Regions from separate parts of the Sus scrofa genome. Here regions 1, 2 and 3 are each linked to region 4. A link is a contact called in public Hi-C, HiChIP or PLAC-seq and promoter capture Hi-C data. All regions are on one chromosome and are shown on one strand. Each heading gives the region's core, a stretch centred on a gene start, on an enhancer-like site or on the middle of the called end of the contact. The rest is flanking DNA. Distances are from core to core; before and after follow the strand shown.

Evidence for each region. Promoter capture Hi-C pulls out the DNA fragments that hold promoters and counts their contacts. Hi-C and Micro-C count contacts between places; a contact is called where the count stands out from the background. HiChIP or PLAC-seq counts read pairs in DNA pulled down with a chosen protein or histone mark.
Region 1: an H3K27ac HiChIP or PLAC-seq map of alveolar macrophages shows a contact between it and region 4. The contact joins the enhancer-like site here to the promoter of OVCA2 in region 4. A contact is called at or near these places in 6 of 47 Hi-C or Micro-C datasets (blood, embryonic fibroblasts, heart right ventricle and 2 more) and 2 of 2 datasets of contacts at active chromatin or transcription factors (alveolar macrophages and skeletal muscle).
Region 2: a contact with region 4 is called in a Hi-C map of mesenteric adipose tissue, with 2.0 times the contacts expected there. The contact joins the enhancer-like site here to the promoter of OVCA2 in region 4. A contact is called at or near these places in 2 of 5 promoter capture datasets (fetal skeletal muscle and liver), 33 of 47 Hi-C or Micro-C datasets (adipose tissue, alveolar macrophages, blood and 16 more) and 2 of 2 datasets of contacts at active chromatin or transcription factors (alveolar macrophages and skeletal muscle).
Region 3: a promoter capture Hi-C map of fetal skeletal muscle shows a contact between it and region 4, with 4 times the contacts expected there. The contact joins the promoter of SMYD4 here to the promoter of OVCA2 in region 4. A contact is called at or near these places in 3 of 5 promoter capture datasets (fetal liver, fetal skeletal muscle and liver) and 1 of 2 datasets of contacts at active chromatin or transcription factors (alveolar macrophages).

What each region holds. Positions count from the first base shown.
Region 1 is chr12:48,353,913-48,356,651 of Sscrofa11.1, forward strand. The region is part of intron 8 of SMG6 (telomerase-binding protein EST1A); the gene reads right to left. Among named protein-coding and RNA genes, the nearest start is that of SRR, 32 kb to the right of the region's middle. Within about 2 kb of position 1,254, at least 13 of the 83 cell types and tissues checked have an H3K27ac peak or open chromatin away from gene starts, as enhancers often do. A contact at or near this core is called in liver, where this site is marked.
Region 2 is chr12:48,334,415-48,337,245 of Sscrofa11.1, forward strand. It overlaps SMG6 (telomerase-binding protein EST1A), which reads right to left. Exons shown (of 19, transcript XM_021067586.1): 9 at 1,168-1,229. Among named protein-coding and RNA genes, the nearest start is that of SRR, 51 kb to the right of the region's middle. Within about 2 kb of position 1,442, at least 24 of the 83 cell types and tissues checked have an H3K27ac peak or open chromatin away from gene starts, as enhancers often do. A contact at or near this core is called in adipose tissue, fetal skeletal muscle, mesenteric adipose tissue and 2 more, where this site is marked.
Region 3 is chr12:48,008,223-48,010,922 of Sscrofa11.1, forward strand. It overlaps SMYD4 (SET and MYND domain-containing protein 4), which reads right to left and starts at 1,384. Exons shown (of 11, transcript XM_021067577.1): 1 at 972-1,384. RPA1 (replication protein A 70 kDa DNA-binding subunit) reads left to right here and starts at 1,430. Exons shown (of 17, transcript XM_003131822.4): 1 at 1,430-1,606. The coding sequence starts at 1,574.
Region 4 is chr12:48,155,322-48,158,107 of Sscrofa11.1, forward strand. OVCA2 (esterase OVCA2) reads left to right here and starts at 1,278. Exons shown (of 3, transcript XR_002337309.1): 1 at 1,278-1,625; 2 at 1,981-2,739. DPH1 (2-(3-amino-3-carboxypropyl)histidine synthase subunit 1) reads left to right here. Exons shown (of 13, transcript XM_021067606.1): 10 at 492-570; 11 at 852-992; 12 at 1,163-1,270; 13 at 1,981-2,115. The coding sequence ends at 1,252.

The DNA.
Region 1 (2,739 bases), core at 4-2,503, 200 kb after region 4:
CTTCAAGAGCAGTGGTGGGTCAACTTCTTCTGTAAAGGGTCAGGCAGTAAACAGTTTAGGCCTTGTGGACCACATACATCTCTCTGTCACATACTGTTCTTTTGAAGCAACTCCTTACATAAGAATGTAATAAACAGTTCTTAGCTCACAGGCCACTGGCAGTCTCATATCCACCCTGTTCTACAGCATAATCTGACTTATAACAGTCTGTTTATATTGAGAGATGCTGATTAAAATAAAATGCAATGCAGTGTTATAAACCATTCCAATAATGAACATTACAATTTTATGTCTTTTTTTGGGGGTGGGGGCCCACACCCACAGCATATGGAAGTTCCCAGGCTAGGGGTCAAATCGAAGCTACAGCTGCCGGCCTACACCACAGCCACAGCAACGCCAGATCCCCGACCCACTAAGCAAGGCCAGGGATCAAACCCAAGTCCTCATAGATACTAGTCGGGTTCATCACCTCTGAGCCAAGATAGGAACTCCTGAATATTACAATTTTAAAGAATGCAACAAGAGCTTCAGAATTTGGTCTTGAAACCCAAGAACTGGGGCATGTATTTACATGATTTCAAATCAATTAAACAGCTCTCACATCTCCTCTTCTTCCCTGTGCATTTCAGGAGTAAGTTTTCTTCTGAATGTTCATGTTCAAACATGTTATTGAAAAGAGCACAGGCACTGCCTTCCCCCTTCTCTTCAGGATATATAACTTCCTATTCACTATGCGTGCCACTCAGAAAGTCTCTTTAAAATTACTACTGTTAACATTTTTTGAAATGTCTAAACCAAACCAAGGCCTGGAAAATCTGACTGGTATCTGGGTCCTGACTTTCCGGATGGTAACTAAAGGTCACGTGGGGTGGAAAGTGGCCTGTGGGTAACACAGAATATACACATGCACGCGAACAGGATATGTTGGTAATCCGGTTTCCTGAGACCTGGTGAGTTGTGAGAGTTCTCATCAACACCCTTGGGGAAGATGAAAAACCTGAAGCTGGGAAACACTGGATTCTAAGAAAGTGTCCAGCCTTACAATAAGATTTCTGCCTGAAGCAGAAGGGCAGGTATCCCTCCTCTTCCTCCTTGTCTAAAAACATAAACAAAACAAACACACAAGATAATGAAGCGAGGATCTATCTGACGGAGTTTCTTCACCATGTGGAAGCCGGTGTTTGCAGCATGGCTTATGTCACGTCTCAAGCCCAGAAAGACGAAGAGTGTGGTTTTGGTGTCTAACCAGCCTCAACTGCACCCTGGCACTCTGTTTCTCTCCCCTCCACCACCCCCCACAAGAGAACTTTGCTCTGCTAGAGGAAAGAAACCAACCTCACATCTTGAAACGAAACGGCTAGGATAAAAATAAAGCCCTGAAGTGGTTTGGTGACCGAGGTCATACGGGGCGTTAAGGGTTTGCAGGTAGGGCCAATGTACTTTGAGAAACTTCCACTCGCTGCCAACCACAAAGAGACAAAGTCAGACATCAGCCCAAGAGTCCAGCAGTGATCCAGGCAGGTGGCCCAGTCCTCGCCTGTTAGGGGCTGTTCCTCACAGCAAGCTCACAGTATCAATAGCTCAAAGATCCAGTCCTGGATCTGACTCTGAGAGTAATCTCACCAAGCTGTTTCTTATGGCCTAGAAAAAGAGAACCAATGTGTAGCCTCTTCCTGTAAAAAGAGGCTTGTAAGAACTCCGGTCACCACATGTTGCCACTTCTTAGTTCATAGAGGAATTTTCAAATAGCTGCCAGGGTGGAAGAGCATGACATGAGGTACAAAAGTAAAAGGCTATATATATCAATGACATGAAGTTAATATAATGCCCATAGCAACCCTGAAAAACTACATGATACCCACTGTACGGATATGAAATCTTTGTATTCATGAGGCCAAAATATTAAGCTAACTTTCTCTGTTATGATGATATAATTATGGGGGCAATAAAATAACTGAGTTACCATGCACAAAACATTTACCTACTGGCACAAGGACTCAATTCTACTCTATCATTGTAAATTAACTCGCTGCTTACACTACCCAGAGGAAATCAGGCTGAGAGCTATTTTGAGCTTCTAAGGGGCACTAGCTGGAATTGCCAACTTGAAGGATCATGACATAAGTCTAAGAATTGGAACTCACTCTAATACAAGGCAAGGCGTCTTGCCTAAGCAAGCAGGCTTTCTAAAGCCATGCTCTCATTTATAGTTGTGTTCATGGGCAGGGGGTGGGGGGGAGTGAGGGGAAGGTGGAGGCATTAGACATGTACCACCTACACATCGCAACGTTCCTCAGCAAGGTGGTGGTGGCAGCAGCAGCAACAGTAGCTCCGGTGCATAAACTATGCAAGGGGCATTGAAAAGCAAAACAAAGGATGGGTCTGAAGAAAATGCCACCTGCATACCACACTTTAAAAAAGTCTTTAAGCAAATGTAACAAGTTGAGCATGTGAAAGCTCTGTGCTACAGGCCACCTGACCTGGGTTTTCCACAGTGAAGCTGAGCTCCTTTGCTGGCCAATGCTTGCTTTGCTGGATCCTTAATTAAAAGCAAGAAAAAAACATATTCATTTACTATCCAGCCTTGTAGAGCCATGTACTCAGGGTCAGAAAAAAAGTCATCACTCTCAACTTACCATAGAGCCTTGAAGAAAAAAACCCCACCATGGGAATATGGGTATAAGAAATTCAGGCAAGGGAGCATGCAAAATTCCAGGCAGATGATTCCTAAACCTCAGC
Region 2 (2,831 bases), core at 192-2,691, 180 kb after region 4:
TACTGCTACTGATGCACCTAGTTTACTTTCCTGGGTAAATTACTCCACATTTATTTTTGCTAATAGAGATGCATCTACTGGCACTATGCCAAGTTTCCCAAGTCATTTCAAAATCAAGACTATGGTCATCCCGGTCACTCTTGCCCAGGCTGATGACAAATGACTACGTAACAGGCATACTTTCTAGTTCACCATCCACAAACAGCGTTTTTTCAAGCAGGACAAAGCCTTTCAGTTCTCCCACTGAGGAAACCTTCTAGCGCATTACAGATAAACTTACACGGTTATGACAGAAACTGAAACAGTGCCAACCACTGGGGGATCTATAATTCAAAACAAATCACCTCAAAGGTACCTCACAATAAAAGCTCCAACTCAGAAGATATTAAAATGCACAGAAGACCTGAGGGCATCGTCACCCACTCCTCTCCTGGACTAACGAGGCTCCCAGCACAGGGGCGCTGGCTTTAGGCAGTGAGGACAAACTCTGATCCACCAAAGGAATACTCAAAACTTGATCTCTTTCCAGGGACTCGACAGCTCAAGTAACAAGGTCTCACACTCACACTCACACACACACCCACACCCACACCACCTTCCCTGAGATTTATATGGAAATCCATGGTGGATAGTGAGACCACAGAAAAGTCTTGGCATTTACTGAGAGCAGCAACATGGTGTAGGAAACAGAGCCTAAGAGGAAAGGGTATATGGTTCAGAAGGAAGAGAAAACGCTGGAGGAAGAAAGTGTGTTGCTCTTCTCTTTAAGGGAAAATTAGAGGACAGAATTTTCCCCCAAGGAGGACCCCTGGCAGCTGCACCCAGGGACTAAGCATGACTTCCTCGAGGAGCTCACTAGGGGCTGGGCCGGAAGGCAGAGGAAAGAGAAACCCTGAGGGATTGGGGTGGGGGTTGGGGGAAGACTGTGGTTAAAGGGGGTTTTTTCGTGAAGGTAGAGAAAGAAGAGCCAGCAGGCTGGAGAGTAATCGTTCCCAAATGTCACGAGCACAGTAGGAGAGTGAGGGAAGGGAAGAGGAGAGAAGGTGGAGGCCCCTAAGAATTCACACCCTGTGCCCTCAGTTACAAACACAGTCTAGTTGCTAACAATATTAAATTCCAAAATGACTTGTAATGTAGGAAAATAAAATAAACATCCTGCACACTTACCCAATCCGGGTAAACAGCTTCCCATGGGCATGGAGAAAACTGAGGATGAACCTTTTGTTCAGCTGCATGGGAAAAAGAGAAAGGAGAAAACAATTAAACTTTCCCCAGTTTCCTGTTACTGAACAGAGTCCCTAGTGACACAATAACCTGGCCAGGGTCTAAGGGGTGGGCACTGGGGATGGGAACCAAATGAACATGCCCAAACTCTCACACAGACCCAGGGCCCATGCCCAACAGCTGTTGCTCAGCTGAGCCAAAATGACAGCAGGCTCAGCGAGTGAACAGCACCCTCTGCTGGCAGTGGTGACTGCGTGCAGGGAGCGAAGCAATGAACCCAACTAGGCTGGGTAGAAAGGGAGATGCCAGGCACTCTCTGCCATCTAGGAGGTGGCCCCATAATGATGGAAATAAAACACTGACAAGAACAGGACAGAGATGATAATGATCTTGGATAAGTCCCTAATCTTACTTATGAGCTGTTTCTCTACCTTCTCCAAAACTAAAACTCCCTTTTGGTTACCAAGGGGGAGGAAACCCACCGCTAACTAGCTCATCAAATTGTACTTCTCCAGCTTTTAAACTAAAGTTCAAATCTTTCTCTCTCTCTTTTTTTTTTCCCCCTTTTAGAAAAGCTGAACGCTGGGTTTTTATGTTAAATTCTCTGGGTTTTAAATGTTGGCTACTAATGAAAAAAATTTAAACATTAAGCAAGCCAAAAACACACATTTGCCAGCCACATCTGGCTCACATCAATGAGCTACCAAATTTGCAATCTCAGTTCAAGGTTCTAGAAAATCTATTTCTATCACAACTTAGGGAAGATATTCCTCTGAGCAAAACAAGGCAGGGGAAAAAAATGTCAACTCCCAAGAGTGGAAATAATCTAAAGACCAAACCCTGTCATCTTCCCTGGTCTCCTGGAAGCAATATGCTCTGTAGCCAGACAGGAAGAGGGATCAAGAATCCTGATCTCCAGGGAGTGGTTAGGGCAAGGAACAGTCCAGCACCCTGGATGCCTTCCCCAGGAGGAAAAAACTCTTCCGGCTTATACTCTTGCAAAACAGAACACCAACCAAATTGTGGCAGTTTCACTAATTTCATATGAAGTCGGGTGTGGAGAAAGGCGGGCATCTCATCTCACCAATGCCTCGGACCACTAACCATACAATCTTCAGTCTTTACTTTTGCTTAAACGAATTACATTGAATCAGCAATACTAGATCAAACATTGGTTTCTGTGGCTCGTAAGCTCAGGATACTTCACGGAAGGTAACCTGTCTCTACAGTGAGATGAGTCAAGGGGGTGGACGACGCTGGGTTCCATGAACAGAAGGGAAAGGTGAGGAACTGATGCAAAGTAAACGGCTGATGGTTCCACCACGTCAGTGGCAAGGCCTGGGCTAGAAGGGAAAGGAAGGTGGTTTGAAAAACTTACCCCTCGAACTTCTGCCACGTCCCTGTCGTGGGGTCTCAGGCAACTGATCTAACCTCCCTAAGTTTTTCTTTCCACCCAATGGAGTTAAGAGAACCTATATGTTAAGGTAGTGGTGCATGAGATAAGGCAAGTAAAAGCACAGGCTTGGCATGCTGTAAACACTCAACTGTCAGCCGAACATTCTCTCCCAATGAGTGGTAAAATATTAACTAGAGAATCCAGATGAAGG
Region 3 (2,700 bases), core at 134-2,633, 150 kb before region 4:
TGTGAAGAAGAAAAAAAAAAAAAGGTCCTGGGTAAAGTGAGAAAAAAAATCTGCCATGTCTCAGTTTTCTGACTTGACCATCAAGGGTAGATGGAGGTCTAAGAGGTCAGGGATGGTGACTACTACGATTAATCATTGTATAACCATCGCCTAGCCTGATGCCTGGAACAAAGTCAGCTTTCTTTTTCTTTTCTTTTTGTTTTGTAGGGCTGCGCCTGAGGCACATGGAAGTTTCCAGGTTAAGGCTCCAACTGGAGCTGTAACTGCTGGCCTACACCACAGCCACAGCAACGGAGTCTGCAACCTACACTGCAGCTGAGTGGGCCAGGGATCAAACCCCTTTCCTCATGGATACTAGTTGGGTCGTTACCACTGAGCCATCACGGGAACTCCTCCCCAGCAGCTATTAAGTTAGCAAATAACTTATCTTTTACACAGTTCGGTTTTTCCTTTTCAGTCTCCAGGTCACTCATTTAGTTCAAGCCCTCACCATTTCCTGCCTGGCATTCTTTCCAGAGTGTCATAACCAATCTCCATGCCCTTAGAACGCCCATTCCCCATTCCAAATTCAACCCATCGTCCACAATGAGACAGATAACAGTCCTCCACCTTAAATGCATCAAAACTTTCTTAGGAGACCCCAGTATAAACCCTTCATTACCTGACGCTAGGCTTCCTTCATAATGCTCAAGTCTCACTTCCTCTGTACCCTACTGTCCTAGCTACTCAAAGCTGCCCCCAGCTTATCACGCTGTTCATCTCGCTAATTTTTGCCAAGGCTATATTTATTCTTCCAGGAGCATCCCTAACCACACTTGAAGTCCACCTGGCAAGTTTCCACACACCCTTCAAAACCCAGTTCAAATGGTGCCTCCTTTGGGAAGCTCTCCCTGATTTTCCCACCTGTGCTAGCAGCCTACTCTGTCTCTCCTGGGGCTCAAACCACTCTACCTTGAGGTAGGGCTACTCACAGCAGAAAGTTCCTCGAAAGACTGCGCTCTCCTCTGAGGATAGGGACCAGGTCTTATTTACCCGGAGAAACCTCCACTGTGCCAAGCCCAGGGTCTGGCGCCTGCGGGAGCTGAGCGGGAGCTGAGCGCTGGGTTGCTGAAGGAGTCAGGTCATTGCTTTAACTACTAACAGCAGAGGTATTTGGGAAGAGCGCTACCACTGCCCTGGGCTACCAGTCTTTGTCCGCCGGGTAAGGGCCGTGTGGGGTACGCTTCCGAGAGCCCACTGGGAAAGCTCCTGAAACGCGTCTCTCTCGCGCCTTTCGCTCGCTACTCCTGCGTCACGCTTCGCGCGCCCGGAGGCTCCGCGGCCCGCGCCAAGGCCCCACCATCCAGCGACTAGGCCCGGGACCCGGGCTCTGGTGGGTCACGTGGGCTGCCCGCCGCGCCTCAGCCAATGCGGTGGCTGCTCGGCCCTTAGACCCGCCCCCGTGCCGTGCGCATGTTAGGAGGCGGAAGCAGTGCTAGCAGCAACTCAGGCCAATCGCTTTGGAGCGCGCGGGGCCGGGAGTGAAGCCAGGGCTGCGGGAGAACCGGAGCGCGGGAGTTGGCGTGGCGGAACCATGGTGGGCCACCTGAGCGAGGGGGCCATTGCGGTGAGAAGATGCTGGCGGGCCGGGGTGGCTGTGGGCCCTGGGGCTGTGCGGGGTAGAGAAGCGGGAGAGAACCCGGGAGGAGGAGGTAGCGGGGGGCCGGGGAGGAACCGCCGGGGGACCCCCAGTAATCATCACGCTGCAAAGGATTTTCTCCATCGTCGTCTTTTAAACACGCTCATATGTTTCCTGCTTAAGGAAGCAAAACAAAATAAACTCTTGATTTTCACCCATCTCCTCCCTGGCCACTCTGTCTCCTCCCCTCCCCCTATCCGCAGCCAAACTTTTCCAGAGTTGTCTGTTTTCAGTTATTTCATTTCCTTGCCTTCCATTAACTCTTTAACGGACGCCTGTCTCTCCTTTGATCACTATAGAAGTAACCCTGGCTGAAGTTAGCAGTGCCTCCAGGACGTTAAATGCAACAGACAATTTTGAGATTTTAATTTACTCAGGGTTCTCAGCAGCGTTTGTCCACTGAGGGTTGCTTTCTTCTGGTAATACCTTCTTTTGGTTTCTGTGGTTCAGCTTGGCTGGTCTTTCCCTGTCTTATTTCTAGGTCTCAGTAAATTTTGTTGACTTAAGGCTCTGCACAAGGCCCTCTTCTCCCAAGACAATCCAATTACTTTCTGTGTGTCAATTGTTCACAGATTTCTTTGTCCGGAGCCCCCTTTACTCTGAAAGACAAGCCTCTATAATCTGCCTTTGTACCCAATATCGCAAAAACATTTTAAATTCTACTGTGCCAAAGCGAATCCATTATCTCTCTAAATTTGGACCTCTACTGTTTGTTGTCTGAGTGAATGGAACCACTATTCACTAAATTATTTGAGCCAGAAATTGTGGAGTCATTCTTCTGGCAAACTCCATCACCCTGGATGTGCCATCTCTCTCCACACACAAAGTTTGGTGTGTTTTACCTCCATATATATCTGTGTGTGTGTGTGTGTGTGTGTCTGTGTGTTTCTGTCTGTCTTTTTAGGGCTGCACCTGCAGCACATGGAAGTTCCCAGGCTAGGGGTTGCCCCTACCACAGCCACAGCAGTGCAGGATCTGAGCCACGTCTGTGACCTACACCACAGCTAACAGCAACATTGGAG
Region 4 (2,786 bases), core at 28-2,527:
CTATTACAAATAAACTGCCCAAGCCCTTCCTTTAGAAAGCTCATGGTCAGTGGAGGAAGCAGAAGAAAGCAAGCAACACTGTTGTGTGGGTTTTTTTTTGTTTGTTTGTTTTGTTTTTTTTTTTTTAAGTCTTTTTAGGGCTGTATCTGCGACATATGGAAGTCCCCAGGCTAGGGATGGAATTGGAGCTGTAGCTGCTGGCCTAATCACAGCCACAGCAGCATGGGATCCACGCAGCATCTGCAGCTCAGGGCGATGCCAGATCGTTAATCTACTGAGGCCAGACCAGGAATCGAACCTGAGTCCTCATGCAGTTGGGTTCGTTAACCACTGAGCCATGAAAGGAACTCTAAACAGCAGGGACAGTCTTTTCTTTAGAATTAATGTTAAGCATTCACTGGATGTTTTGGGGATACAGTCATGTTCTTGAGCATGCTGCCCGGGAAAGGGGTGTCCCCCCTCTGTGGATCTGACCTGATTTCCCTTCCCAGGTGGGTGCAGGTGGCATGTCCACGCCTCTCCATTGACTGGGGCACAGCTTTCCCCAAGCCGCTGCTCACACCCTATGAGGTAACTTTAAGTTTTGAAAATCCCTGGGAGAGGGTGGACTTTGTACTTGGTTCTGTCGAGGGAGGGAGGGATCCCAGTGGGGTGGGGTGGGTGGGCAGCACTTGGTTACAGCTGAGCCACTTCCTAGCTGTATGGTAAGGCCCTTCCCCTCTCTGAACCTTACGTTTCCTTTCTGTGCTATGGGGATAATACGGCCTTGCAAGTCCACCCTAAAGATTGAATTAAATAATCCTGCATAGAAAGATGTTGGCAAATGTTACTGTCCCGTTTTCCTCTCCAAGGCGGCAGTGGCCCTGAGGGACATTTCCTGGCAGCAACCCTACCCCATGGACTTCTACGCTGGCAGCTCCTTGGGGCCATGGACGGTGAACCACGGGCGGGAGCGGCCACTCCAAGCCGCGGGCCGGCTGGCGCTGGAAGAGGTAGGAAGGGATCCCACGCAGGGCGGAGAGGCCTGGGCGTGGCCAGGCATTGACCGCCTCCCTGGAGACGTGAGGCGAAGCCGCCACCCTGCGGCCGCTACGGAAAATGCACCGCAGCGGGCTGGGGGACGGCTCACCAGCGGGACCCTGACCAAAGTCTACGACCTCAGGTGCAGGAGGGGTCCGCGCGCCCCTCTCCAGCCGGGGCTTGCGATGCTTGCAGCTGCAGGGACGAGAAGGTGGCGCCGCTCGCTCCCTGAGACGCTCCTTGGCCCCAGGTACCCACCCCAGCTCTGGCCGCGCCACACCCTCTTCCCGGTTGCCATGCCAACAACCTCTCCCTCTGAGGCCCACCTCCTGGGTGGTGCAGGCGTTGGGTCCCGCCCTTCGTGTTCGACTTCCGCTCGGGGAAAGGCCGTTTCCGGCCCCTCTGGCGCCTGCCGCGCATTATGGCCGCGCGGTCGCCTTTGCGGGTCCTGTGCTTGGCGGGCTTCCGGCAGAGCGAGCGGGGCTTCCGCGAGAAGACCGGAGCGTTGCGGAAAGCGCTGCGGGGCCGCGCCGAGCTCGTGTGCCTCAGCGGCCCGCACCCGGTCTTGGACACAGCGAGCTCCGAGGGCGCCGGGCTAGACGCCGGTGAGCAGGTCCCCGCCCGGAAATGCGTCCCGAGTCATCTCTGTCTTGCCTTGTCCCTGTAAAACCTGTCCGCATACCGCCACCCTGTCCCTCCCCTCCTCAGTCCTGCCCCATTCCCACTTCTCTTTGCCCACCTCTCGCATTCCAGCGCCTCCTCACACTCCAGCCTGGCCCTCCCAGTGTGACCTCTGTCTCCCCTCCGGCTCAGTCAGCTCCCCGCCTCATTATCTCCAGACTTTTTTCTCTACCTGAGCCGCCTCTCTTTCCCTCTCATTCCCAAACCCTCCCTCACTCCCTTCCTCATATCTTTCCCCAGGATTCCCCCCCTGCCCTAACTCTGTTCTCTCCCCTTTAGGGCCCTGCCCTGCGGAGGAGCAGCCTCGAGGTTGGTGGTTTTCAGAACAGGAGGCTGACGTTTTCTCAGCTCTGGAAGAGCCCACCGTGTGCCGAGGTCTGGAGGAAGCCCTGGGAACGGTGGCACAGGCACTGAAGAAACTGGGGCCTTTTGATGGGATCCTTGGTTTCAGCCAGGGGGCCGCGCTAGCAGCCCTTGTGTGTGCTCTTGGACAAGCTGGAGATCCCCGCTTCCCTTTGCCCCGGTTTATCATCCTGGTGTCTGGCTTCTGTCCCCGGGGTCTTGGCCTCAAGGAACCCATCCTGCAGGGCCCCTTGTCATTGCCTTCGCTCCATGTTTTTGGGGACACCGACCGCGTCATCCCCTCTCAGGAGAGCATGCAGCTGTGTAGCCGGTTCGCTGGAGCTATCACCCTCACCCACTCGGGGGGCCACTTCATTCCAGCCGCAGCACCTCAGCGCCAGGCCTACCTCAAGTTCTTGGACCAGTTCTCAGAGTAAAGATCAACAAAACCTTTGGCTCTGCATACCCTCTCCACCCCCACCCCCAGTGGGGACACATGACCTTGGTGCAGCCTTTATCATCTCTGCCCTCCCCCACTGTCCCCTACCTGGGGCCTCCACTGCTGTTAGTGCTCCTCACCATCACTAATCAAGAGACAAGTATCAAATTATACAAGTCCAGCTCTGCACTCGAGAAGGGGCTTAGGAGACCCTAATGGACTTTGACCTCAGCATCTGATATTCAAACATGAAAAAGGTCAGTGGAGCCCTGGATGAGTAGAGGGTGGCCCAGGAAAGGCAGAG